6 separate regions of the Mus musculus genome follow, and all the other regions are linked to region 3. Evidence: chromatin contacts called from public Hi-C, HiChIP or PLAC-seq and promoter capture Hi-C data. All regions are on one chromosome and are shown on one strand. The core of a region is the stretch at or near the end of the contact, and the rest is flanking DNA. Distances in the headings are between cores, read along the strand shown. Region 1 has its middle 26 kb from the start of Gm44781. Region 2 holds the start of Lmo1 (LIM domain only 1). Region 3 holds the start of 1700095J03Rik (RIKEN cDNA 1700095J03 gene). Region 4 overlaps Gm32309 (a long non-coding RNA gene). Region 5 holds the start of Eif3f (eukaryotic translation initiation factor 3, subunit F). Region 6 overlaps Lmo1 (LIM domain only 1).

Region 1 (4,061 bases), core at 1,445-3,944, 320 kb after region 3:
ACAACAGCCTAATCCAAGCAGGATGACAAAGAACGCAGACCCATCAGGAATGAAGGTATGGGTCAATCCTCCAGGAAAAGAGCCAAGACCTGCTGAGGTGCTGGCTGAAGGAGAAGGAAATACAGAATGGGTAGTAGAGGAAGGTTGTTATAAATACCAATTAAGGCCACGTAACCAGTTGCAGAAACGAGGATTATAAAGTAATATGAATGCCCATTGTAAATTTACTAATGCGTTTGCGATTGTACGAGGGATAGTTATATCATGTTAGGCGTATTTACAACCTTGTTACTGTTTCATGTGAACATGAGATATTATTTGTGTCAAGTTGACAAGGGGTGGATTGTAGTGGCTATTCCTGGTTGTCAACTTGACAATATTTGGAATGAACTACAATCCGGAATTGGAAGGCTCACCAGTGAACCTTATCTGGAGGCTTGGAGATCCTTATCTGGATCTTGGTTTGAAGATCTTGAGCCATAGTGGCTATAGATTCCAGAAGATTGAATCTCCGAGTTTAAGGAACACACCTTTAATCTGGGCTACGCCTTTCATCTGGGATTAAAGGTGTGGTAGAACACACCTTTAATCTGGGCTCCACCTTCTGCTGGAGACAATATAAGGACATTGGAAGAAGGGAGTCTAGCTCTTGCTCCTGCTCCTTCGCCTGCTTGCTGTGTGAGACTGAGTAACTGCTAGATCCTTGGACTTCCATTCACAGCTGTGACTGAACGATTGTTGGGAATTGAGCTGCCGACTGTAAGTCATCAATAAATTCCTTTATTATCTAGAGACTATCCATAAGTTCTGTGACTCTAGAGAACCCTGACTAATACAGTTATTGTTCTCAACTTGACACAAACTAGACTCATCTGGGAAGAGGGGATCTCAACTGAGAAAATGCCTCCATCAGACTGGCCAGCAAGCAAATCTGTGGCACACTTTCTTGATTGATGTTTGATGTAGGAGCATCCAACCAACTATGTACCACCCCTAAACAGGTTATCCTGGTTATTATAAGTAGCAAATTGGGCAAGCCATGGGAAGCAAGACAGTAAGAAATGTTCTTCCATGGTCCCTTCTTTGGTTTTAGACTCCAGGTTTCTGCTGGAGTTCATGCCCTGGCTTTCCTTTGTGATGGACTATAAGCTGTAAGATACAGCTTTATAAAGGCACAAGCTCTTCCCTCCCCCAACTTGCTTTTGGTCATGTGTTTATCACAGCAACTGGATGCAGACTAACGCACCCCAAGCAGCAGATTCTGGAGCTGTGGCAAAGCCTACATATTTGGTACCTCAAGGAGGATCAAATCAAGTTATTCAAACATTCTGAGAGGTGGCGAAGAGGATTTATTTTGTCTTCTTTTCTAAATATCAAGTCAGCATCCCATGCAGTTTTCTAGAGTGTGGGTATAAAGTATGGACGACCACGGGCTCCCACTGCTCTCCTGCGTAGATCACCCCAGGCTTCTGGAGAGGTTCAGGGCAGCAAAGACACCACGTAAGGTCTGTTTACTGTATCAGAGCTGCAGCTCCCTATTGGAAGGCAGCCTTGTCCATGGTTTCCCACCAAGGAGCAGAGTGGTCTAAAGTAGAGACTCTAGCACCTTTCAGTCTCTGGAGTGGCTGCTATGGCTTTACATCTTCAAGAGAGTGTCCCGACCTCAAAGAGACAGTAGGAGACTAAAGGAGGTAGCAGATCAAAAGTGCCTAAGGCAATGTATGCCATATAATAGATCCAAAGTTAACACTAACCTGTGTACTATTATTGTTATTACTATTATTAGCAGAATGACATCACAAAGAGGGAGACTGGGGTTAGAGAAAGGAGTGTTCAGGCTCTGTACAAGGATCTTCAAGCTGCTTGTTAGTGGGCATCCCATTCCTTCAGGTGTTCACATAGACACTGGATGGCCCTGGTCTCCATCTCTAAGGAACACCACTCATTCTTAGCTAGATGATTGATGTCCTTTCTACAACTTTAAAAAGGATAGATTAACAGATACAAATAGTATTTATGTACCATCCATAACACAATGTTTTTGAAGTACACACACATCGTGAAAGGGAGAAAGCTAGGTGATTAACAAATGTATTACCTCACCTGGTCTCTTTCCATGCCTTTTACACCTGGAGGGGTATCCACAACAGTCTTTTGGTCTATTTGTGGTACAGAAAAGGGGGGGCATTAAGGTACTTCCACCCACTGTCTGCAGTAGAGGACCCCAGAACTATTTCCTGACTCATGTCTCCATGCAGAAAAGCGCCCCCTCCTTTCCTTTTCTGAACACAAACAGCAGGAGAGGGACCAAAATGGGGCCAGGAAGAGGTGGCTTAATAAAAAATCCCAATAAAGCTTTGCAGCCCCTGGTGGCCAGGGGCAAAGCCTGGGCACAAGCTTGCCATAGACCCTCCCACCAGGGGCCCTAACTAATATTTCCGGAGCCTCTGCCTGCCCCTGGCTTCATTAGCCATTCAGAAGGGACAAGAGGTCCAACAAGGCTCCCCAATGCTGCCTGACAATATTGTCAAGCTGCCCACTCCAGCCCCACCCCAGTATACATAGCCTCCCACTCCAGACTGGAGGAATGGGCTCCATGCAATCAGCCATTTGCCTATGGGACCAACTGGGTCAACTTATTGTGGCCACATGCCAGCTCCAGGGAGTCAGGCAACACTGGTTCGGAATTTGGAGGAAAGACTTATTAAAGATCAACAGAGAGGCACGGGGGCACTCGTTCCCTCCCCCAGAACAGAGAGAACCAGGATTGGTTCCAGTAGCGAAGGTTTGGGTAGATAGGGGCAGACCCCCAGGCCAGAGTCGCTTGCTAACAGAGAACCTCCTCTGGCAATCCAGAACTGGCCGTGGGGCCAGCTCTTGCTGTGTTCCCTCCCTCTACCCTCTCCTAGAAAACACAATGCCTTTAAGGAGTCCAGGCTGAGCAAAGCCAAGCCTGCCCAGTTTCAAGACAGCTAGACAAAGGGCTCGTACAAGATTGCCCCGAGTGCCTCAGCCCTCAGCTGTCTACAATAGGCAGGAAAAAGGAGTGCAGACTCTGCAGTTGAGCTTAAAAAACAAACCTGTGAAATAGAGAGAGGTCCCCTGTTCCCCCTCCTCCAGTAGGAGCAGGAGGGGCTGAAAACATTTGTTCTGAGAGAGGATGGGGGGGAGAAAACCCTAAGTGCTTCTGCTTGCTTTTTTTTTTTTTTTTTTTTTGCCAAATCATGCAGAAGATGCTGGCAGCTGCGAAGATTCAATTATGCACAATGCGAAAAATCATTTACAAAAATAATGGCACTCAAAAAAAATGGCCTCTCCAGAAATGGCGTGGAACAATAAATCCGTTAATTAGCTAATTAATATTCAATTGGGGTCAGTGGGCTTAATAGAACCTTTCTTGGAGACCCAAGAAATTCTAAACTGCCGAGAGGCGTCTGCCCACTGCCATTATCTCGGGCTAGCAGGCCCTTATCGGACTGCCAGCTGTCCCCAAACAATACCCGTCCTTATCAGCTGGGGCAGCAGCCCTGGCCGCTCACTCTGGTTGCCTCCACCCAGAGGAGCATGCAGCCTCTTGGTAATTGATATATGGCTCAGCTTTGTCTAAGGCTGTTTGCTCTGCTGGTATTTAAGGCAACGCGGGACCCTCTGATTGATTGCCATTGGCCAAGTTTCTGCTGTCAATGACAACCTGTCAATGGGGGATCAGCCAATGACGGTGGCTAACATTTTTCATATCCCAACCATCTGGGCCAGGCCAGAGGCCTGACATGCAGCTTCGTGGCCTGCTGGGTTTGGCCTGACTTTTGTTGTCTCCCTAAAGCGACTTGGGTTTGTGGATGTGTGAGTAGAAAGCCAGTGTCCCTTGCCTTGCTTTGTCATTCTTCCAGTCTTTCTTTCAGGAAAGAAAGAGGTTGGAGCAGATCCTTACTACTCCAAACATGTCCCATGAGCTTGCAGCTGCCATTGCCCGAGAGCTTCAGAGAGATTTCAGACTTCTAGAGTTGGAGCTTATGGAGTAGAGATCTGAGAGTCTATATTTATTATATAGCTTAGCTCTC
Region 2 (3,899 bases), core at 656-3,155, 260 kb after region 3:
CATGCCATGGAGGTCAAAGGACCACCAGCAAGAGTTGATTTTCTTCTTCAGCCATCTGGATCCCCAGGATCCAACCCCAGTTGCCAGACTTGGCTGCAACTGCCTTTTGCTTGCTGAGCCAACTCTCTGTGAACTCCCCCCCGCCCAACCCGGCATTCCCCCCAAAGATTGTCAGAGCAGGAAAGGCACAAGGTAACAAACATTTGGCATCAGGAAGATGATAATCTGGAACTGCTTAGGATGGAGAGAAAAGGGAATTGGCAAACCAGCCACGGCATGGGTACACCCAGGGCCTCAGCACTGCTGGGTATCTAAGCAGCCAATTTGGAGGCACCCTCTGAACAGCCTTCTTTTCATCACTAAATTGAACATAATTTGTGCAATAATTTCAGAAACTTTCCCAGATACTTTGAGACCATGTATAAAGATGGAGGGGGGGCAGGGGGATCGGTGTGACTCTCCCTATTCTCCCCACCCCTCCATCAGAATGTGTTTTGATAAGTGGGGGCTTGAGTACAGCATAAGGACTACTAAGCCCCCCCCACTCACCAATTAAAATTTTTAAGCCTCCATGGAAGGAGTGAATATTAGTTTCCTGATTTATAAAAGCCAAATGGATTAAGCTCATTCATTGCCCGAGGAAACAAAAAGGAAATCTTCAATACCTCTGTGCACATTGAGAACTCGAACAATACCAGTCTTTGGAAAGCAGAAACCTAATTTGGGGGAATCAATTACCCTCTGTGTCCCTGCCTCTGTGGGCTCTCTCCCTGGCTCCCTCAATAGAGATTTCCTGGGAGGTAAAATGTAGAGTTGGTCCACTATAAGCACACCCTCTCTCCAGCTTTGAGACTGGAGGCGAACTAGGATGGGGTGGGTAGAGCTGCCCCCGTGTCAAGCCTGTGTGAGAGTGGGGGCTTTTATGGTACATTGAAGCGTGAGGGTAGCATTGAATGGGAAGAGGCAGTGAGGGGGAAAGGAGTAAGGGGCGAGGTGGGGTGGGAACTTGAGGGTGCATGTGGCAAAGTCCAGTCAGAGCAGGAGCAGGTGACTGGGGAGGGGGTAGATATTGTGGAGTAGGCTGGCTCCAGCTTCACCCACACCATCCTCACTGCCCTCTTTACCCCCTACTCTGCTCCTGCCTGGCTTCTCTTTTGTAGTCTGTGCTTTCCAGGGTTGTAGCTGCAATTGCTGGGCTATAATGAAAAAGGAGGGGGTAGTGTGGCAGGGAGTCACATTCTCAAAGTCATACTCTGAGAAGTACTCTGCATTCCTGCGCTGGGTCTCTAACCTTAGTCCGCAGTCCCAGACCACACCCAGCTCAACTCATACACGGAGTTGGAGTCCCACACTTACACCAGAACGTTCTTCCGTTGAATTTGCACACTCCCACACGCGATGGCACAAATGCCACCCTCCCCACTGGTCATAAGCTGTCTCAGCGGCCCACCACCCCACACATCCCTCACTCAGGCATGCGGTCACACAGGCACACACACATGCACAGACTCCCTCACATGCACACACTCAGGCTGTGCTTTTGTGTTTTGTCAGAATTAATGAGAAAAGTTCCCGTGCCCTGCGGGTAATTAGTGTCCTTGGAGTTAAATAAGCTAATGGCGGGCACCTCTGGCCCAAGCAATTATGTTTGTGTATTGAATAATTGATTCAAAGGGGGGGAAGGGCCGCTAATCAGATCTGAGCATAATGAATTGATTTAATTAACAGGGGAGTCTGAGGGGCCCTGGGAAATGCAAGCTGCACTCTGGTGAGAGCGAGCGCAGCAGACTGCAAGCGGGAACCCAAGCGCGCGGCTGCGGCGGCTGCTCCGGCCCGGGCTCCGGCCCTAGCTCGGGTTCAGGCTCCCGCTTGGCTCGGGCCGGGTCCCAGTTGCTCAGCCCACGCGGCCGCGGCCCCGCCCGGCGCCCGCCCCTGAGCGCGCCGCGCCCTCGCTCGCTTGCTCCTTCCGAGCGCCCTGCCCGCCCGCGGCGCTGCGCTCCGGGCGCCGCTCCGTCCGCCCTCCTCGGCGGCCACGGGGCGCGGGGCCCACGCGCGACCGCGGGAAGCAGCGCAGTCGCCCCGTAGGTGACAGTCCGAGCCGCGAGTCCCTTTGCATCCTCCGCCCGCACCCGGCTGGAGCCGCCTGGGGACTATGGTTTTGGACCAAGAGGACGGTAGGTGCTCAGGGACACTTGGGAACAGCGGGGGCTCTGCCGAGGCTACCTCCATCCCGGTGACAGAGGCCCAGGCACCGGTCTCGACCGCTGCTTGGAGCCTGTTGGCGGCTTCCCGGAAGCTCGGAAGCTGGACGTGTGCCCTGTGTGTGTGAGTGTATGTTGAAGGTGCCAGGAGGCTCTGCGCCGCCCCGTGTTCCTCGCCGGGATGAGGAAGTCTCCCCCCCGCCCCGCGCGCATCCTGGAGCCTGTTAGCTGGGCACACTGCAGCCGGGAACTTTCTCTCTCGCTCTTGCCCCATTGCAGGCATCCGGAGCATACAGAGAACCCGTGGGGTGCGGGCTTCCCGGTTGTGGTTGTACCCACCGCCAGCCACTCTCTGGGCCTCCTTGAGTATTTTCATGTTTTTCCATACCGCAGTGTGAAAGGGAGCCCGAGAGGGGTGCTCAGAGAACTTGGCGGATGAAGGTGTATTCTAAATAGTTTGGTCCTTGGGTCCGCCCAGCCTTGCACCTGGGGACTGAGACTTCAGGGCCTACTTGGTGGGTGGTGTTATCTTGGCCCTCTGCAGGGCTAGGAGGTTGCATGCCATCAGTTCACCCAGACTACATTAGTGAGTATCCTGCTGGTTAGGATAGATGGGTGGACTAGACAAGAAGTTTGGGGCCTTTAGGGTCTCCTACTGTTACCAGATCTACCAGACTACCAGGTCCGTTTGTATTAAGAATCTCATTTTCTCTCATTTTTGGCCAGGTGGGTTGGGGTTGGGGGAACCCAGGATAGTTAAGTGTCTTGCTCTGCAGCCCAGGCTGGGATCATATTGCTTTTCTTAAGGAGCCCCGACCCCTAAGACTGCTGTAAACTTTGGGTCTCACAAAATCTAAGTCTACCCTTGGGTCTGACTATTCCCTCCCCCGCCCTCCCCCTCCCCCCAACTGCACTGTAGTTGTCTGGAGAAGTCATCTCTGTACCATCCTCTGGGCTGAGGACATTCATGCCTAGAGTATGACATAGTAGGACAAGGAGACTCCGAAATTTAGAGTTGGGAGCTGCTAATCACTAGGAAGAGGGTCTGTCTGTCTGGTCTCTTCTTTGGTCCCAATAATTACTTGTCTTGTCCTACCATCTTCCCCTATAGTGATCAATTGTCCTGGCTTGTTCAGGACAGTCTGTTTTAGCATAGAAAGTCTGGTAGCAGAGGAAATCCCCGAGTCTTAGGGCAGACCTGTGTCCTTCTAAACCCCTAGCTGTTTAGGGGCTCGTATACAGGGGTGGGGTGGCTCTCATGGAGGGGCAGGGTAGATTTGTGCAGATTTGGCTTAGGCCTTTCTAAGGCCTAACAGTTTATGACTGCAGTTTCTGAGAAGGCCTCTCTAGACTCCCAAAGAGGGAGTTTGCCGACGGTGCACTTCTCCACTGTAAGCTGGCTGCAAATTCCTGTGCATTGGCTGCTTTTGTGCGTGTAGTGGAAAGGCAGAGCATCAGAACCTGGCCAGCAGGCATTCTGATGGCACGGCAAATGATGCTTTACTCTGTCCTGTGGCTGCCACGTGCACAGGGAAAGGACCCTTGTCACCCCTGAATACCTCTCTAGTAACCACTTGGTCAGTGTGTAACCCCATCTTGGAGATAACGTCACTGTGCTTCAAGAAAGGCCCTCGGGGCTCCGGCATGTTGGCCAGCCTCTGAAGATCTCTGGATTAATCTAGCCTGCCTGGGCCCTTA
Region 3 (4,121 bases), core at 182-2,681:
ATGTCACAGTTCAGTGAAGCAGATAGTAGTTTATCTCCTCAAACTCATGCTCAGACTTAGGCTTGGATGGGCAATCATGCCATCTTTCTATACAGGCAAGGGGGACATACAGAGTGCAAATTCTCACATCTCTTCCAGACTCTTGTTAGACGATAGTTCTGTAATTTTCCAGAACATTGCTTGGCCAAGATCCCAAAGTTCTATTAATATAGTACATGGCAGGGAGTATTTGTGGTTGAAAAATGGTTTCCAAAATGAAGTTACCAACTACTTGTGCCCATTTTGAGCACTTTTTTCCCTCCTATGAAAGCAACAGGATTAAGTAGTTGCCAAATGTACACCTGTAAGCAATAAAATTAATTGCTTTGCTGTACTGTTACTGGCTATCAATCACCTTAATTTTAGAAGACATCTGCCTTGAATAATTATGCTAGTCCAAGTAGAGTTGAATTTCTTCCCGACAGCTGCTGGAGAGAGGACCCGCCCACAGAAGCCATTCCTAGTTCAGATCAATAATAGAACATTAGCATACAGCTGTAGCCAGCTTTTCACGGCTCCATTGCTTGCGACATACATTGGAGATGGTCCCACAGAGGCTTGGGACAAGTCTAGAGATATGTTATTTGACTCGTCACGGGCCACTTCAGCCTTTCTGTGAGGATCCACACCCAGCTCTCAGCAGAGACGCCCTGACCACGTTCACATCGTATGAGGCCCCCTGGACGGGCGAGCCTCGCCGCACGAGCACCGGCCGCCTGGGCCATGACTGAGAATAAGTCGGAACATCCCGTCACGATAGCGACAGTGCTGTTGAAAAGCGTTTTACTTGACACGGTGCTCGAGGCAGGCTTCCCCGCTCCGTGTCTGGGGTGCGGCCCGCGGAGACCAGGCTCCCGGGCACGCGGGCGCCGTTGTGCGGCCCCCGCTCTCCTCACAGGCCTCACTTGCGCGCGGAAGGCTGGGGCTTCGCGTTTGCTGTCGCGCTTTGTCCCGGTGCAGACCCCGTCCACCTCCTGGGTCGGCATCCCGGGCCTTAGAAAAGTTCAGCTTCTTTAGGTGTGGCGTTCGGGGCTGGGGGACCACTCGGGTCCAAGTGTGTGCCTCTGTCAGGGGCAGCCCGCCGGCCGTTGTGGTGAGTGGCCTCGCAACGCTGACTCGCCCTACCCTGAGGGAAAAGGTGGGCGGGAGGGTTAGGCAGCCTTCGAGCCCCGTTGCTATGACAACCGCAGGCAAACGGGCCTCAGGGCTCCAGCCAGCGGTCGGCCAGGCGTCCTGCGCGGAGGAGGGTCCTGGGGATGATCACGGACCCTTTTAGGAGTCTCGGGGGACCCAAACACCCGGGACCTCATTTTCCCCTGGTCTGGTGTTTGGGGTGGTCCCTTGCTGCTTGGGTCCATCTTCACTTCCTCACTCCCATCCCATGTTCGCTACAGGAAACATTTTTGAAAGTTTAATGTGATCTCACTCAGGGTAAGTGTGTGTGTGTGTGTGTGTGTGTGGGAAAACGTCCTTAAAAGCCATGGAGTTGTAAGGGCTTGGTGTCTTTTTAATTTCCTAAGAGCCTGACATCTACTAGGACCTCGTTATGTGGTAGCTTCTTAAGTCTTTTTCCTTGCACAGAGTGGATGCTCAGGAGGCAGGGCGATGTTAAGAGCAGTCTCCAGATGATTCTGAGGACAGGGAATTTAAACCTGCTGTCTCTGTTTCCTAGACGCACGTTAGAATTTCTCACACCGTTGTCGGGTGAAATGAGCCTGTATGTGGTATTGCCCTGTGAATGACAAATAGAAAGTGGTTAAGTTAGTTGTAGGGGATAATTGCACATTCGGGGTGCTCCTCACGCCTAACCACAGCGGAGGAACCTTGCCCCCCCCCCCCCCCGCTGTTTTTTGGTCTGACAACCCACCTTCAACATCAGAGCAAGATCAAGCCAGCCTATGTAGGAGGAAGGATCTGCGAATGGAATGCCAAAGCAACAGATTTTGAACTTAAGCTTGCTCTCCTTGTTCTCCAGGTCATGTCTTCAAATTGTGAGCACCACACCGAGATACTACATATCTAAAAGTCTAGTCTGTGTAAGCCACCAGTGTTCTTTTCCTAATGAATCATATATCTATATCATTTTCAAGCCAGGAATCTTGCCCTCATCAGTACCCATTTCCCTTTCTCCTATGTCCATACTGCCATGACTTTGTGTTCATTTTGTCTTCAAACCAAATATCAGATCTAACCACTTCTGTTTCTTCTTCTATCACCCTAGTCTGGGCTACCATGCTCTTACTGTGTCTCTTGAAGTTACCTTCTAATTGGTCTGAAGTCAGTGTCCCATTTTAAAGTATTCCTATTTTATCTCTTGCTCTACAGCAGGAACAATATTTAAAATTTACAAATTGATTATGCTGAGCCAGAAAAATGGCTCCTTGGGTAAATAAATGTGCTTACCACCAAGTCCGATGACACAAAATTGATCCCCAGGACCCACGTGTTGGAAGGAGAGAACAGACTCCACAAATTGTACACAAAATAGATACATAATACATACATACATACATACATACATACACACACACACACACACACACACACACACACACACACACAGCACACAGGGAGGCCCTGAATTCAATCCTAGCACTCTAAATAAATACATAAGTAAATAAATAAATTTAGGCCAGGCCTTATGGCTAGCTTCTACTTGTTTTCTTCCTGATGTAGTCTCTCAGGTAGCTGGGATTGCAAGCATGCGCCTCTGTGCTTGGGGATACATAGACTCTTCTTCAGTTTTCCATCATGGCTTTTTGTCTCACTTCAGGACCTTTGCACATGTTCCTGTCCCTGCCATTGTTGTTCTCTTTAATTAATTCTTGGTCACCCTTAATATCCCAAGGCCAAATGTTTCCTCAAAGTGATCACTATATTTGATTAATTTATCTGGAACAAACCTCCTCAAACATTGGCCCTTCCGGCACAGTTATCTCCCTTCAGTAGCATTTGTGTGTCTGGCACACGGGGGCTAGGGGCGTTAATAACGAGCTGGATGCTTGAGTTACAACTGTTTCCCCATGGCATTCAGTCGTATATGAAAATATCATGCTGTGCCTAGAAGCACAGACTACAGAACCAGACAGATGGTTTACATGTTCATTCTAGTTCTATCACAGTTCCATGCCTGAAACCCGTGGGGCTGATGTTTCATTTTATTGAAGGGTGATATGGTGGATGGATGGATCCTCTGGGATCCAGAGTGTGTATATATTGTACCCTAATGGTCTGAATAAGAATGGCATCCATAGGCTTATATCTTTGAATGCTTGTGGGTGGGCTTTGGGGTTTCAAAAGCTCAAGCCAGGCCCAATGTGTCTCTCAGCTACTCCTCTAGCACCATGTGTGCCTTGTGTCACCGCTCTTGCTCCCTGCCACACTCCCCACCATCATGGTAATGAGCTAAACCTCTGGAACTGTAAGCCAGCCACAATTCAATGCCTTCCTTACTGAGATTTGCAGTGGTCATGGTGACTCTTCATAGCAGTAGAACACCAACTAATTGAACCCTGAATGTCATCAAGTACATTAACTTTTCTATGGTAAACTGAATCCACTCTTACTTGGGATAAAGGTGATACATAGGTTGACATCAGGTTATGGCAAGGTTTAGCAACGAATAACTTACCAAAAATTTATGATAACATTTTGTTTCCATAGCATTTGAATTTTTGAATTTCAGCCTAGAATGTCAGAGTTTGTTTCAGTGTAACCTTAGTTCAGTCACCTTCTCAGTGCCTCAGATTTCTCACTGGGAAGTCAGACATGACAGTAGCACTGGTCTGCCTATAGTTGAATGCCAAATTGCTTTGAGAAGTGAGTGAATGACTCCATGTGAACTACTTGGAACAGTGAATGGTGATTAGTAACGTGTAAGGATCTGCCCTTGTACCGTCTTCTTAGCTCCACAATCACACTATGAATGAAGCTTTATTAGCTATTATTAGTGGCTATTTATATGTGAACTACCAAATGTAATGATGAATGTCTTCATAATTTAATCTTCTCATTGTGTCCTTGTTGCTTAAGATCAGTTTCTCAAAAATGGAATTACAAAGGAACAGGGATGCTGTAGTGTT
Region 4 (3,788 bases), core at 1,095-3,594, 470 kb after region 3:
AGATATAGACATCTACAACTTATTCAGGGTCTCAAGCTAAGGCAGGATTGCAGCCACAAGGCCAATGCCACCCCCTGTAAAACCCATGTCTCTCACACAGTAAGTCTTGATCCCTCATTTTCAGTGCCTAGAAGGAGCCCTGCGTAGACAGCCTGGGTTCCAGTTCCAACTCTCCCACGAACTTGCAGTGTGACCTTGCCCCAAAGCCCCAGTTTTTCCTGTTAAATAAGGGGTTGGATATAGGATCTCAAAGACACCTGCAGGTCTATGCTCTATAGTATGTTGGATGCATGAAGAAGGCTCATCAGCTTGCATCACTCAAAATACAGGAGCTGCAGAAAACAAATGAGCCGAGTCCTGCAGGCTGCATCAGTCATCATAGCAGAGCCCTCCCTTTGGGGTACACTGTTGCATCCCTAAGAGCCTACAGGCCAGGCTCAAGGGACACCATTTTCTTTGTGAGATTTTTCTCTAGGCTTCACAGTTAACCTGCTCTGAGGCTGTGTGGATGGGAGATCTCTGCCACAGGGCCATACCTGAGCCCCCAGGTTCTGTACAGAATGTCTCTTTAGGCTCAATTCTCACCATCCAACCTATCCATCAATGTTCTATGACCAACATCCATGGGAGGCAAAAGAGAGTCTCAGATGCACCCTTTTCTCTAGATTTTTTTCCCTTGGCAGAGCAGGCAGATTCCCCAGGTACATGGTGCACCTGGAAGGCCCTCCTCAGCGGGGGAGGAGAGCCTATCCTTTTGCTTAGTGTATACAGACAGAGCTCAGCCCCCTCCTTTGCAGGTAGTTATTTCTGACCACCCCTCTGTCTAAGAAATGAATCTTAGGAGTCCCAACACCAGCAAGCTACAAATGATGCACTGATCAGTAGTCATGGACAAGACTTGTCTCCAGCCTGGGCTAGGGGACTATGATATGAACAATGCAGAATGGGAGCTTTAGCATCAGGATCCAGTCAGTAGTAGCCCTAGGCTACAATGCTGGTGATAACTCATCCCTGGAGAGGTCCAGCTGAGAGACCCAGGGAAGGCTGGTAAAGCTGGGCCTCTGGGCCTTTCACCAGTGCTACTCGGATGGACAGGGGGCAAAAGGACCACAGAAGATCTGACAGGAGCAAATCAAGCTCACAATAGTCAAAGTAATACAGACTTTACCTAGTGGCCACACCCTTCCCTAAACTCCACCTCACACATATACACACCACAGCATGACCAAAGAGCCACCCTCACTTCCCCACCTCCCCACCTCCCCACGCAGCCTCTCCTGTGGATGGCCTTCTCCAGAGACAGCTCTCCCTCCTCCCCAGTCAGCTCACCCAGCGATTTCCCTTCCTTCCTTCCAGTATTTCCTCCGGGATGTTCTCCTGAGGAGGAAAAGAACAGGTGACTCTCCACACGCTTGCCAGCTCACCAAGTTATTCCCACTGGTTGCCTGGCCACACTGTGGTCACTCAAGGCCTCCTTTAGTGTCCTGGTTTCAATAGCTTCAGAAAGTAGATTAAGTGATGGATCAGGTGGAGGTGATTTCTACAGGATTGCTCACTCTTTGGGCAGTGACTGGCTGTGGTTGTGAAGCTGGGTTGGGGTGATGGAGAACTGGCAGAAGCTGGATAGAGGAGCCCTCCAGGAGAGAGAGAGCAGGCACAACCTGGAGTAACTGGAGGTTTAAGCATGGGGCAGAGGTCCTCACTTGAGGGGGGTTGGATCCCTGAGGTGCTGGGCACATCCTACAGTATGGACCTATTTGATCACATGCTTAGAGACTATTGAGCTTTGTGAGGCTGGGGGACCCCATGTGTTAGGGGAGAGGCATCTAGGGAGAAGGGGAGAACTCAGGACAGTAAGGAGTGAGGGGGGATGGTTAGAATGTAGAAAACAGGAATGAGGCCTGTGAGTGGTGGGTGGAGCTCACACAAGGGCAGGTCCTTGGGCCAAACGCAGGGAGGGCGTTCAAGCGCTTACCTATCTCTTCGGTGGCCCCGTTTCAGGGGCCCAGGTCTCCTGTTCTGCTTTGAATGCCGAGATCCCATGAGCCGGGGAGTGCCTCCTGGGAACAAAAGTCTTGTCTGGGTGGAGGAGTGCAAACCCAGAGAGAAAGAAAAGATATCCTGGGCCCATGATGGCCAGAGGATGGAGTGAGTTTGGGGGATGGTCCCGGCATCAGACTATACACAAAGCCCTGGAGTCTGTTGACAATTGTGTCTTCCTTCATCACCAAGGCAACAGGAAAGCTAACGACTACCAACACTGGTTAATCGGGACACAAAACCCTCTGTCTCATATCCCTTCTAAGCTCTTCAAGATCAGACTAAATTGTCAAGGTCTCGGGGCTATGTCACATAGGGATAGCCAACTGCTGGTTTCCATGGCAACGGAGAATCTGTGTGTCCCTGTGTCTGTAGGTTACTATGGCAAACCAGGCTGCACCAAATGTGCTGAGGTAAAAGACCTCATTTGGAAGGTCCACAGGCAGATGGCGCGGGCACTGCTGGCCTCTCTGTGGGTGGCTCTGTGCCAGAGGGCAGGCTCCAGGGTGGGAGTACACACAGCATGCTTTTCAGAAGCCACTGAGAACCAGATTCTCTTGTCAGTCTTCAGTCTCTTGTTTCCTCGCACCACTGGAAGTACACACAGCAGGCCACACATCCTCACATTAACCCCCTACACTGAGAACACCTGAGCCTGCAGGCTGTACAGTCTCTCCCTATCGCTAAACCCCTTTCTCTGCCTGCTTTCCATACCTAACAACAAGATGCTGCACAGCACTTGCCACTGGAGGGTGCCCTTGTTGATTTCCTATGTGCCTACCCATTCAGTCAGGCCACTGTGGCACCATCTTGGCTTCCTGATTTGTTCTATCCATTTTTGTTTACCGTGGCACGTTCTGATGTTCTCTACTGAGCATCTTTGAACCCCACCTATTTCTCCCCCAAACCACATCTGGATTAGGGTCTCTTCTCTGGCTGATTGGAATTAGGATAATGTCTACCGCCAATTTGCTCCTCTCAACTCCATCCACTAGCGGCACCTGGGAAAGGTGATGCTGATCTCTCTCTTCAGGTACCCTCCGTGTCCTGCTGAATGCCTCCAACACTCCTACTGCCTCAGGACAGACTGTGCTAACATCTCAGATGCTCCTGCCAACTCTCCAGCCCTCCCAGGGACACTGCCTCTTGTCTTTCCCTTACCCAATTGCTTCCCTAACTCCCAACTCACTTCTTTCCCTCTTGTTCTCCCCCACTCACCCTGTAAATACTACATCCTGAATGCCTGCAAGGGTTAGGAACAATAACTAAGAATTTCTAATAAAAATGCCTGAAGCCTATCTTTGGGGGCTAACTTCACCTTTAGGGTGAAAAGGTGACCCCCAGATATGAAACCAGATGTTGCTGATTCCATGCCAATGGGACTCCAGAGATCCAGGTCTCTCGTCTCAAAGCAGACAGATGAAGTCTTAGAGAGGAGTCAGGGGAGGGGTGCAGACAGTGAGACCCATTCTATTTGCTCTCACCCACTCCAGAACACAAAACCATCACAGACCATCAACTGAGATGGTTTCTCACCCACACCAGGTATCACAGACAGAATGTGGGGCTCAGAAAGGGAGGAAAGCCAGAGCCAGCCTCTGGGCACGGCACTGTGTATGGGCACTTTCCAGGTGGGGAGTGTGTATGATACAAATCAGCCCACTAAGGCACCTGCCAAGGCTTTGGCTTTTCCCTATCCACCACGGAGCACACAGTGCTTGTACCGGAAAGGGGAGATTGCATCTCTC
Region 5 (3,643 bases), core at 659-3,158, 500 kb after region 3:
CTTTTGCATTATTTATGGCTCTTTTCCTGCTACAAGGGCAGAGTTGAGTAGCTGTGACAGACTGCACACAAAGCTGAAAATATTCCCTGACTTTTTTTAAAAACACAGCTACCAATCCCTGTGGTAGGTGAGTACATCTACCTCTTTATTTCAGTTACTTATCTTCTGGGGGCTAGGGCATACTTGCCCACACCTCTTTACATTTGCATCTTCACACGTACTGTTAAAATTTGCCTTTCTTTTATACTGATTAATTATGGATGTGCAACTGCTTGCCCATGGAAGTCAGAGGACCGTCTGCAGGTTTTCTCCTTCCATCATGTGGGCTCTGGGAAGTGAAGCACGGGCAGGCAGTGAAGCGCCCTGGCAGCCCTGCTTACTCAATTTTCTACTTGACCAACCCACTGGTACACTCAGGGGCACCTCACAAGGAATACCAAGCCCAAGCCACACTCTGTCCTTTCTTCTTGTATGCACAACGGCAGCTCTAGAACTCACCCAAACCCCTCTCATGCTGCAGTTCTGTCACGCCTTGACCTGCGAGCTCTATTTCCTTGCGTCCACTCTCTGCCTCTCTCTGCCTCCCCTTTGCAGGTGCTCTGCTTCAGCCCTCAATCTGCTGTCCAGGCCCAACTCAGGTCTACTACTTTCCACAAAGCAGGCATGTTCTCTAGTTTCCCCTGCCTCGGCTCTGGAATGAGTGCTGGTCATGGGCCTCTGCAGAGACCAGCCTGGAGGAGTCTTCTCAGCTCCCTGTGAGTCCTGCCCCACAGGCAGGTGACCAAACCACTGAGGGCTTCACTTCCTGCCACCCTCCCGTAAGCCTGGGATGCCAACCTCTTCAGATAGTTGGCTTCTCTTCATCTTGAAGGTTAGCGACGGACACATAATACAACAACAGTCTGTGTCCAAATGAAAAATCAGAGGAGTGAGGTGGGGGTTGGGGGTGGGGGTAGAACTTGGAGCTGAGCATATCTAGGGTTTATGAACCAGTATGTAGGAAAACCTTGGGACACGTGCCTGTCTGAAAAGTTTAGGAAAGCTAGATATTATATATCCAGAATATGTTACAAATATACCTGGTTTATTTGAGTTGGAGGAAGCTTCTGACACATCCTCTTCCCTAACATGGGTGGTGGGCACTTTCTGTTTGTGCTGGGGTGGTGGTAGGTCACTGCATAAGAGAGGGCATGTGGGTACTCTGTTTAACGGGTCAAGGGCTTTGAACTTGCTGTCATTTGAGCTTTCATTTTTGGCAGCATGCCCTCTCAGTACCACGTTGTTGGGAGTATAAAATAACATGTAGATCAAGTATCACAAACTACGCAATAGCTTATACCTACTCCTTGCACATTTCTGTGGCTTAACGGCAATTCGGCTGAATTCAGATCACTCGGGAAGGCAAGCCACAGTAGGAAGGTGCAAAAAGAGAAACAGGCTAAGAGTTCAGGGGCGATGGAACGAGAGGAATAGTAAGATGCACAGGAAGAAAACATTAATTTCCCCAGAACTCACCCAACAGGGTTCCAATAACTCGGGCAGCTCCCTCGTTGCGGCGTTCGTAGCTGTCCACGATCGAGGCCAAAATGACGGGGTGTAGCCTGACCACGCGGCCGCCCGGGAAAGGCCCCGGGAGGGCGGGCCCGGGCTGCGAAGGCGCCGGCGTCTGCGCTGGGGCTGGCGCGGAGGCTGGGGTCTGGCCCGGGGCTGCAGGCGCAGCTACAGCAGGATCAGACGAGACGGGCGCCGGGGACGCAGCGGGAGTCGCAGCCGGTGTCGGAGCTGGCGTGGATGGGGTCGGGGCTGAAGCCGGGGCTGCGGTGACGACCGGCGCCGGGGCTGCGGCTGCAGTGGCAGGAGGGACATTAGCCGGTACGGCCGGAGAAGCCATCTTGCCGAGAAAGAGAGAGAGCCTAGAACAGAAGAGCGTGAGTTGGAGGAATTAGAAATTTGATTGGCTAAATTTATACCACGTGAATCATATCTTGATGACTATTGGACATGAAATTTCCGGCTAGTTGTAAGTTTTAGTGCGCGGTGTGCGCTTTAATTTCTGTCCGATGCGCACTCAGTGTGTAGGAGTCCAGAGTAGTTCCTAGTAACTTTAGGACTTCCTGGGGTGGGAATGGGGAGGAAGCAACTAGCAATCTACACAGTTGCCACCAGGTGGCGGCACAGAGTAGTGTAAAGGTCGCAATTGTTTAAGACTTAAATGGATATTAAATATCAGTCTTACAGGGGATTCACTGTTACATCCATTTAACTTATTAATCAATGAATTAAAATTTGGACTCAGGATCTACTTTGCATTCCACGCCTAGCCATATAGGTTAGGTTGGCCTGGAACTTACCTCAACTTTCCTGCCTCTGCTTCCCGAATGCTAGGACTATAGGCAGGAATCATCATGCCTGACCAATAGTGCTTTATTTGTGATGGCTTCATAAGGCATCATTAGGGAGGCATATTCATTCAACAATTTAAATGCTTAATATGCACCAGACTCTCTCTTATATGCTAGGGTATATAAGTGAACTAAATAGCAAAGGGTTGCATTCTCTTTGGGGGAGAGAAAAGGACTAAATCCTACATTAGGTTAGAAAGTGCTTCGATACACAGTAAATTATTATTACTATTTGACTGTGCTATGAGAAAGAAATGATCAGTGGAGGTTATGAGAGCATGAAAGATTATGAAGGGTTAGAGTAGGATACAATGAGGGTATCAAGTTGGAGTGGAAACTTGAAGAATTCAGGCAGCCAACTATTATTTGGGGTTTTGTAGGGAGAGCTCTTCTGGTGGAGTGAACAGTTCATGTAGAGGGCTTAAGGTGAATGAGAGCAAGACTAGTACATTTAAAGAAAGAATTTGGTGGTTAAATGGCATTATCAAAAGAAAGGATAGATCTCTAAGCAGGGCCAGGAGCTAATTATGAAGACTCCTATGCTGGTACTGGAGAGATGGCTCAGCGGTTAGGAACACAACTAGAGTTGTGAGTAGCTGTAAGCCACCAACCAACCCCTTCCCCTTGCTAGAACCTCAACGCAGATTCTCTGCAATAACCTCTTCCAAAGGTCCTAAGTTCAATTCCCAGCAACTACACAGTGGCTTACAATCATTTGTAATAGGATCTGATGCCTCCTTCTGGTGTGTCTGAAGATAGGGACAGTGTGTGTGTGTGTGTAATAGATAAATAAATATTTTCATTTTTTATTTTTATTTTTTGGTTTTTTGAGACAGGGTTTCTCTGTATAGCCCTGGCTGTCCTGGAACTCACTTTGTAGACCAGGCTGGCCTCGAACTCAGAAATCCGCCTGCCTCTGCCTCCCGAGTGCTGGGATTAAAGGCGTGCGCCACCATGCCCGGCAGATAAATCTTTTTAAAAAGACTCCTATGCTATAAAAAAATTTGGGCAGTAGAAAGATAGTTCAGTGAGAGAGAAACACACACACACACACACACACACACACACACACACACACACACAGAGACACAGAGAGAGAGAGAGACAGAGAGACACACAGAGATTCTCTGTTGTTGCAGAAAATCTGCATTGAGGTTCCAGCAAGGGGAAGGGTTGGTTGGTGGCTCACAGCTACACACAACTCTAGTTCCAGAGAAACCTATGTCCTCTTCTGGCCTCCA
Region 6 (4,146 bases), core at 690-3,189, 300 kb after region 3:
ACGTGTCAGCTAGGCTGGCCTGGAACTCCCCATGTAGACATGGATACCTTCCATTCCTATTCCTCCCGACTGCCTCCTGGGTGCCAGGGTTATTGACAACCACATGGGTACTCGTGTACCCAGAGCTCCTTGCATGCTAGGCAAGCACACTACCAACTGAGCTGCAGCCCCAGAAAGCACTGTAGTTTTAAAAGCAAGAAGCCTCATCAGGGGGCATATATCACTCTCCCAAAGGAGCCAGGCATGTGCCCTGGTGAGTTGTTTATCTCTCTGTGACTCATTCTCTTCTTGACTGGGGATGATATAAGTGTTGACCTCACAGGGCTGCCTTGGGATCAGATGGGGTGAGTTTTTTGTAAGCTCTTAGCCTGTCCCTGAGCCACAGGTTCAGTTAGGGTTAAGGTTAGGCATTGCCAAGTGCATTGTCCAGTGAGGGATGCAGTTTGGCCTTTGACATTGAGATAACAGGGACTCTGGGCGGTTCCAAGTGACTGTGTGAGAATACACAGCCCACGACAAGCAGAATTCAAGAAGCCTCATCAGGGCTTCTGAAATTTAGGCTTGTGTGGGTCTGGAGGCTTTGTTAGGGGCCCATCGTGGTGCTCTAGGGACTCTGGTGGGAACTTGAAATGGGTGTAGGGCGATGATGTCTACACCTGACTGTAGGTTACATAGCCCCCCATGGGGAGTAAGATGGTTTTAAAGCTCAGTCTGGCAGGATCTAGATATGGTAGTCAGTTCTTGACTAGGCCCGCTTGCTGTCCCAAGAGCTAGGGAATGGGCTAGCCTCTGGGTGGAGGCAGCTCCCAGGCAGGCCCTTACATCCTCTGTGCTCTTCCCCTGGCAGGCTTTTTGGCACCACAGGAAACTGTGCTGCCTGCAGCAAGCTGATCCCAGCTTTTGAGATGGTGATGCGGGCCCGAGACAATGTGTATCACCTTGACTGCTTCGCCTGCCAGCTCTGCAATCAGAGGTGAGTGCCAGAGCCTCAGCCAGCCCCACACACTACCCAGACCCGAGCCTGAGGCCTGCTGGCTGAGCCAGGAGCGCTGAGGAGGCGTGCAGACAAGTGTGACTTCATTTATGTATGTAGCTAAGTATGCATGCTTTGCTTATCATACATGTGCATGTGTGTATATCTACATCTTATGGTCAGATGTGTACACTACAGTATTAGTGCACTATGTAGGTGGTAAGTTTCTACATGAATTGAATGATGGGGTATGTGTGTGTGTTTTCACTATGTATATATATTGTACATAGCATAAAGTATTTGCACATTTGAGGGAGGAGTTGTTTGTTCCAGAGTCTCGAGTATCCAAGGCCACCCTTAAACTTGCTATGAAGCCATGGTTGCTGGGACTGTAGGAGTGTGCCACAGGTCCAGTATATATGTGCTTGTGTTTGTATTGTAAATGTTTGTGTGCACACGAATACTAGTACATGAGATAGGTGTTTAGATGTGCATGCAACTATAATTATTCATGCATAAGAGTTTGTGAATACTGTATGTACCTGGTGAGGTGAGAATTGTATGCATGTTTTAAATGTGTGTACTGAGTGTACTGTATCTGTGTGCATGGGGTTTTGTGTCCTGTCTTGTGAGAAGGGGTTCCCAGGCCCATAGGGTAAGAGATATCTTTAGGGAATATCACTCCCCCAACCCCCAACTCTACTCATGAATCTGGCTCTGCCCCCCCCCCCCCCACCTCTTTTGTGGATTTCTGGGCCCTATTCATTATCCCAGTCCTGGGGGAAGACTTGAGGGACTTAAGGCTAGGAATTTACCATCAAAAAGCAGGAACTCTTCTTGGGAGCCCTCAGGTCAGGTAGGAATCCATACAGATATTTTCAGGTTGAGGTCTAGAGGGACCTGCAGGGAACACTAGACTGGCAGAGAGCTCTGGCTAGACGGCCTACCAGCAGGGTTCTGTGAAGTTCCATCGCCACCTGGTGGTTGAACTGAGATCCACTACTGGGACTGAGTCAGTGACCCAGGAGCTTAAAAGTCTTGGCCACCAGGGGACAATGTCTTTAAGGGGAAGCTTGAAAATTCTTCAGTACTTCCAGCAGACTAAGAGACCCAAAAGTGATCTTCCTGGGCTAAAGAATAAATTGTGGACTGTGGTCTCACTCGTAAGAGGCTGTGAGCCTTAAGCTGAGAGGGCAGAGGGATGGAAGCAGCCATGTTCTCCTTCTCCCTACCTCCCCTCATCTCTTGGTCTCCATCCCTCCACTCTCTAGTTCTGGTCCCCTAAGCTCTCCCAAGCTGCACCATCTCTGGGACCGGGGTAAGGCATCTGCCCTCGCCCTGCACCTCCTCACATGACCTGCTGGTGGGAGGCCTGTGGCTTGACCGGCTACCTATCTCACCACGCCAGGGTGCAGGGGTCTGCTGAGAGTAATTGACCAGGCTCGCAGTGCCCTGGCATTTCCTCTACACTCCCTGGGAGGTTCCAGCCAGATCAGCAGCAGCACCGTCAGCCATGCATGCCCCACCTCCTGGGCCAGGCTGGGACCTCCTCTCACTGGAACCTCACCTATAGCCCTCTTTTCTCTTGATTTTTTTTTTCTCTAGATTTTGCGTGGGAGACAAATTCTTCCTGAAGAACAACATGATCTTGTGCCAGGTGGACTATGAGGAGGGGCATCTCAATGGCACCTTTGAATCCCAGGTTCAGTAACGCCCACCATCTGGCCTCCAGGTCCATCTGTCCGTCTGCCCACCTGTCCACCTGCCTGGCAGGCCGGCCAGCCACTCTGCCTGCGCGGGCTGGCCAGCCGCTGTCCTACAAGTTAGAACTTCATCCTCGATGGGAAGGTGGCTGTTCTCCACCACCACTGCCCATCTCTGTGGGACCCCTCCTGGGGCCAGGCTCAGCCTGTACAGTCTGTCTTCTGTATATAAATGGGAACATTTATTTTATGAGAAATGTAATGCGATTTTATTACTGGCGTGGATTAAACTTATGAATGTTTCCGGGGACATGACTGCATTGTTCACATTACCGACACAAAACTGCACCTCCCTACCTTCTGCCTCTGGTGGGCGGGGCATGGAGAAGCGACCTCCAGCCTATGCTCTTGCCACAAAGACGCAAACAAGCATGGCTTTAGGGACCAGAAGAAGGGAATCTTTCAAAGTGCCCCAGCCACACATGAGAAGTGGGGTATGCCTCCCTCCCTGCAAAGCATACATCCTAGCCCTATGCAAAGCCCTGAGAAGAGCGGCGCTGTGACACTCTGTGTACTTTTAGACCAACCCTAAAAGTCACTGGAACCCCTAGCAAAGTAGCAAGATGGGGACCCATGCTCTGGGTCCACAGTAGAACCCCAAATCCCAAGCCCCATATCATGACAGTACCCTCTTAACCCCTTTCCCTTTCACAGTGACAGATAGTGTTTGCTGGGACTGACCTGGATCCTAGTATCTTGCTTATCAATCAAAACATTCTGTTTCCCTTGAGCTTGTCTATGCAGGCTCGAGACAGTCAGTCAGTCACTCAGCAAACCTCAATCTACTCCAAGTCTTAGCCGTATGCCTCTATTGGAGCTAACACCAAGGGAATCAGGCATGGGGTTGAGTCATTGTTGAGACACAGTCTCTGCTCTTGAGAAGTCTGCTGGGGACCTGGAGGTCTGAAGCCTAGGTAGGGGGAGAGAGAAGAAAACCAGGAACACTAACAGGGCGCAGCAGGGGAGGCAGACTGCTTCTGGGGAGAGCTGAAATGAGCCCATTCCCCGCAGCAGACATGGGCCATGATGACTGACTCTCAAGAGTCCGGGACAGAGGAGCCAGCGGACATACTCTCAAACAGACACATGTGTGGACAGGCAGCAGAGACAGGCAGGCGAGCCAGCAGGCAGTCAGCCCAAGCCAGGAGACAGCCAGACCTGTGGCAGACAGTCAGACAGGCATTTCTGTCTGCCTGGCTGAGCTAGGCTCACCCGGGGTAGCAAGGATAATGCCACAGTACTGGGCACGGAGCCTGGAAGGGAGCAGAGTAGGTAAGGAGCATCAGTGAGAAGCCTGGCCAGGGAAGGCCGTGTGGACAGGCGCTCCACCCAGACCCTTTGCTTTCTTCCTCAGGGCCTATTTTCCACCTGGCCACAGCCAGGAGCCCAGTGCTAATGGAGGAGCCTGAC

What was found. Promoter capture Hi-C pulls out the DNA fragments that hold promoters and counts their contacts. Hi-C and Micro-C count contacts between places; a contact is called where the count stands out from the background. HiChIP or PLAC-seq counts read pairs in DNA pulled down with a chosen protein or histone mark.
Region 1: an H3K4me3 HiChIP or PLAC-seq map of embryonic basal ganglia shows a contact between it and region 3, with 5 times the contacts expected there. The contact joins the enhancer-like site here to the promoter of 1700095J03Rik in region 3. A contact is called at or near these places in 20 of 39 promoter capture datasets (the 3T3-L1 cell line, the C10 cell line, the HPC-7 cell line and 11 more), 11 of 484 Hi-C or Micro-C datasets (the Patski cell line, cerebellum, cochlea and 4 more), 10 of 115 datasets of contacts at active chromatin or transcription factors (bone marrow-derived macrophages, differentiating embryonic stem cells, embryonic basal ganglia and 7 more) and 4 of 9 other capture datasets (adipose tissue, embryonic stem cells, liver and 1 more).
Region 2: a promoter capture Hi-C map of hippocampal neurons shows a contact between it and region 3, with 6 times the contacts expected there. The contact joins the promoter of Lmo1 here to the promoter of 1700095J03Rik in region 3. A contact is called at or near these places in 23 of 39 promoter capture datasets (the 3T3-L1 cell line, 3T3-L1-derived adipocytes, the C10 cell line and 15 more), 1 of 15 datasets of contacts at CTCF or cohesin (stem cell-derived epiblast-like cells), 5 of 484 Hi-C or Micro-C datasets (the N1E-115 cell line, cortical neurons, embryonic stem cells and 2 more), 17 of 115 datasets of contacts at active chromatin or transcription factors (bone marrow-derived macrophages, craniofacial prominence, embryonic basal ganglia and 9 more) and 5 of 9 other capture datasets (adipose tissue, embryonic stem cells, liver and 2 more).
Region 4: a contact with region 3 is called in an H3K4me3 HiChIP or PLAC-seq map of embryonic forebrain, with 4 times the contacts expected there. The contact joins the enhancer-like site here to the promoter of 1700095J03Rik in region 3. A contact is called at or near these places in 18 of 484 Hi-C or Micro-C datasets (the G1E-ER4 cell line, the HL-1 cell line, LSK cells and 8 more), 3 of 115 datasets of contacts at active chromatin or transcription factors (astrocytes, embryonic forebrain and embryonic hindbrain) and 2 of 9 other capture datasets (adipose tissue and embryonic stem cells).
Region 5: a contact with region 3 is called in a promoter capture Hi-C map of hippocampal neurons, with 4 times the contacts expected there. The contact joins the promoter of Eif3f here to the promoter of 1700095J03Rik in region 3. A contact is called at or near these places in 4 of 39 promoter capture datasets (HPC-7-derived erythroid cells, cranial neural crest, embryonic stem cells and 1 more), 1 of 15 datasets of contacts at CTCF or cohesin (large pre-B cells), 5 of 484 Hi-C or Micro-C datasets (the N1E-115 cell line, cerebral cortex, cortical neurons and 2 more) and 7 of 115 datasets of contacts at active chromatin or transcription factors (T-cell acute lymphoblastic leukemia, acute myeloid leukemia, astrocytes and 4 more).
Region 6: a contact with region 3 is called in a Hi-C map of the N1E-115 cell line, with 5 times the contacts expected there. The contact joins the enhancer-like site here to the promoter of 1700095J03Rik in region 3. A contact is called at or near these places in 24 of 39 promoter capture datasets (the 3T3-L1 cell line, 3T3-L1-derived adipocytes, the C10 cell line and 14 more), 9 of 15 datasets of contacts at CTCF or cohesin (CD8 T cells, the G1E-ER4 cell line, embryonic stem cells and 4 more), 220 of 484 Hi-C or Micro-C datasets (the 3T3-L1 cell line, the 63-12 cell line, the AML12 cell line and 110 more), 26 of 115 datasets of contacts at active chromatin or transcription factors (PVALB interneurons, Th17 cells, astrocytes and 15 more) and 4 of 9 other capture datasets (adipose tissue, embryonic stem cells, liver and 1 more).

Annotation. Positions count from the first base shown.
Region 1 is chr7:109,114,619-109,118,679 of GRCm38.p6, reverse strand. No RefSeq gene overlaps it. Among named protein-coding and RNA genes, the nearest start is that of Gm44781, 26 kb to the left of the region's middle. Within about 2 kb of position 2,694, at least 36 of the 459 cell types and tissues checked have an H3K27ac peak or open chromatin away from gene starts, as enhancers often do. A contact at or near this core is called in the HPC-7 cell line, embryonic basal ganglia, embryonic forebrain and 1 more, where this site is marked.
Region 2 is chr7:109,173,213-109,177,111 of GRCm38.p6, reverse strand. Lmo1 (LIM domain only 1) reads left to right here and starts at 1,905. Exons shown (of 4, transcript NM_001302205.1): 1 at 1,905-2,174. The coding sequence starts at 2,153.
Region 3 is chr7:109,435,928-109,440,048 of GRCm38.p6, reverse strand. 1700095J03Rik (RIKEN cDNA 1700095J03 gene) reads right to left here and starts at 1,431. Exons shown (of 2, transcript NR_152110.1): 1 at 1-1,431. It overlaps Stk33 (serine/threonine kinase 33), which reads left to right and starts at 996. Exons shown (of 14, transcript NM_054103.1): 1 at 996-1,132.
Region 4 is chr7:108,971,062-108,974,849 of GRCm38.p6, reverse strand. Gm32309 (a long non-coding RNA gene) reads left to right here. Exons shown (of 3, transcript XR_003946849.1): 3 at 3,074-3,788. Among named protein-coding and RNA genes, the nearest start is that of Gm39067, 18 kb to the right of the region's middle. Within about 2 kb of position 2,344, at least 29 of the 459 cell types and tissues checked have an H3K27ac peak or open chromatin away from gene starts, as enhancers often do. A contact at or near this core is called in cerebellar granule neurons, cerebellum, cerebral cortex and 1 more, where this site is marked.
Region 5 is chr7:108,932,680-108,936,322 of GRCm38.p6, reverse strand. It overlaps Eif3f (eukaryotic translation initiation factor 3, subunit F), which reads right to left and starts at 1,908. Exons shown (of 8, transcript NM_025344.2): 1 at 1,516-1,908. The coding sequence starts at 1,891.
Region 6 is chr7:109,137,409-109,141,554 of GRCm38.p6, reverse strand. Lmo1 (LIM domain only 1) reads left to right here. Exons shown (of 4, transcript NM_001302205.1): 3 at 848-973; 4 at 2,579-2,990. The coding sequence ends at 2,684. Among named protein-coding and RNA genes, the nearest start is that of Gm44781, 3.4 kb to the left of the region's middle. Within about 2 kb of position 1,939, at least 4 of the 459 cell types and tissues checked have an H3K27ac peak or open chromatin away from gene starts, as enhancers often do. A contact at or near this core is called in the N1E-115 cell line and stem cell-derived neural stem cells, where this site is marked.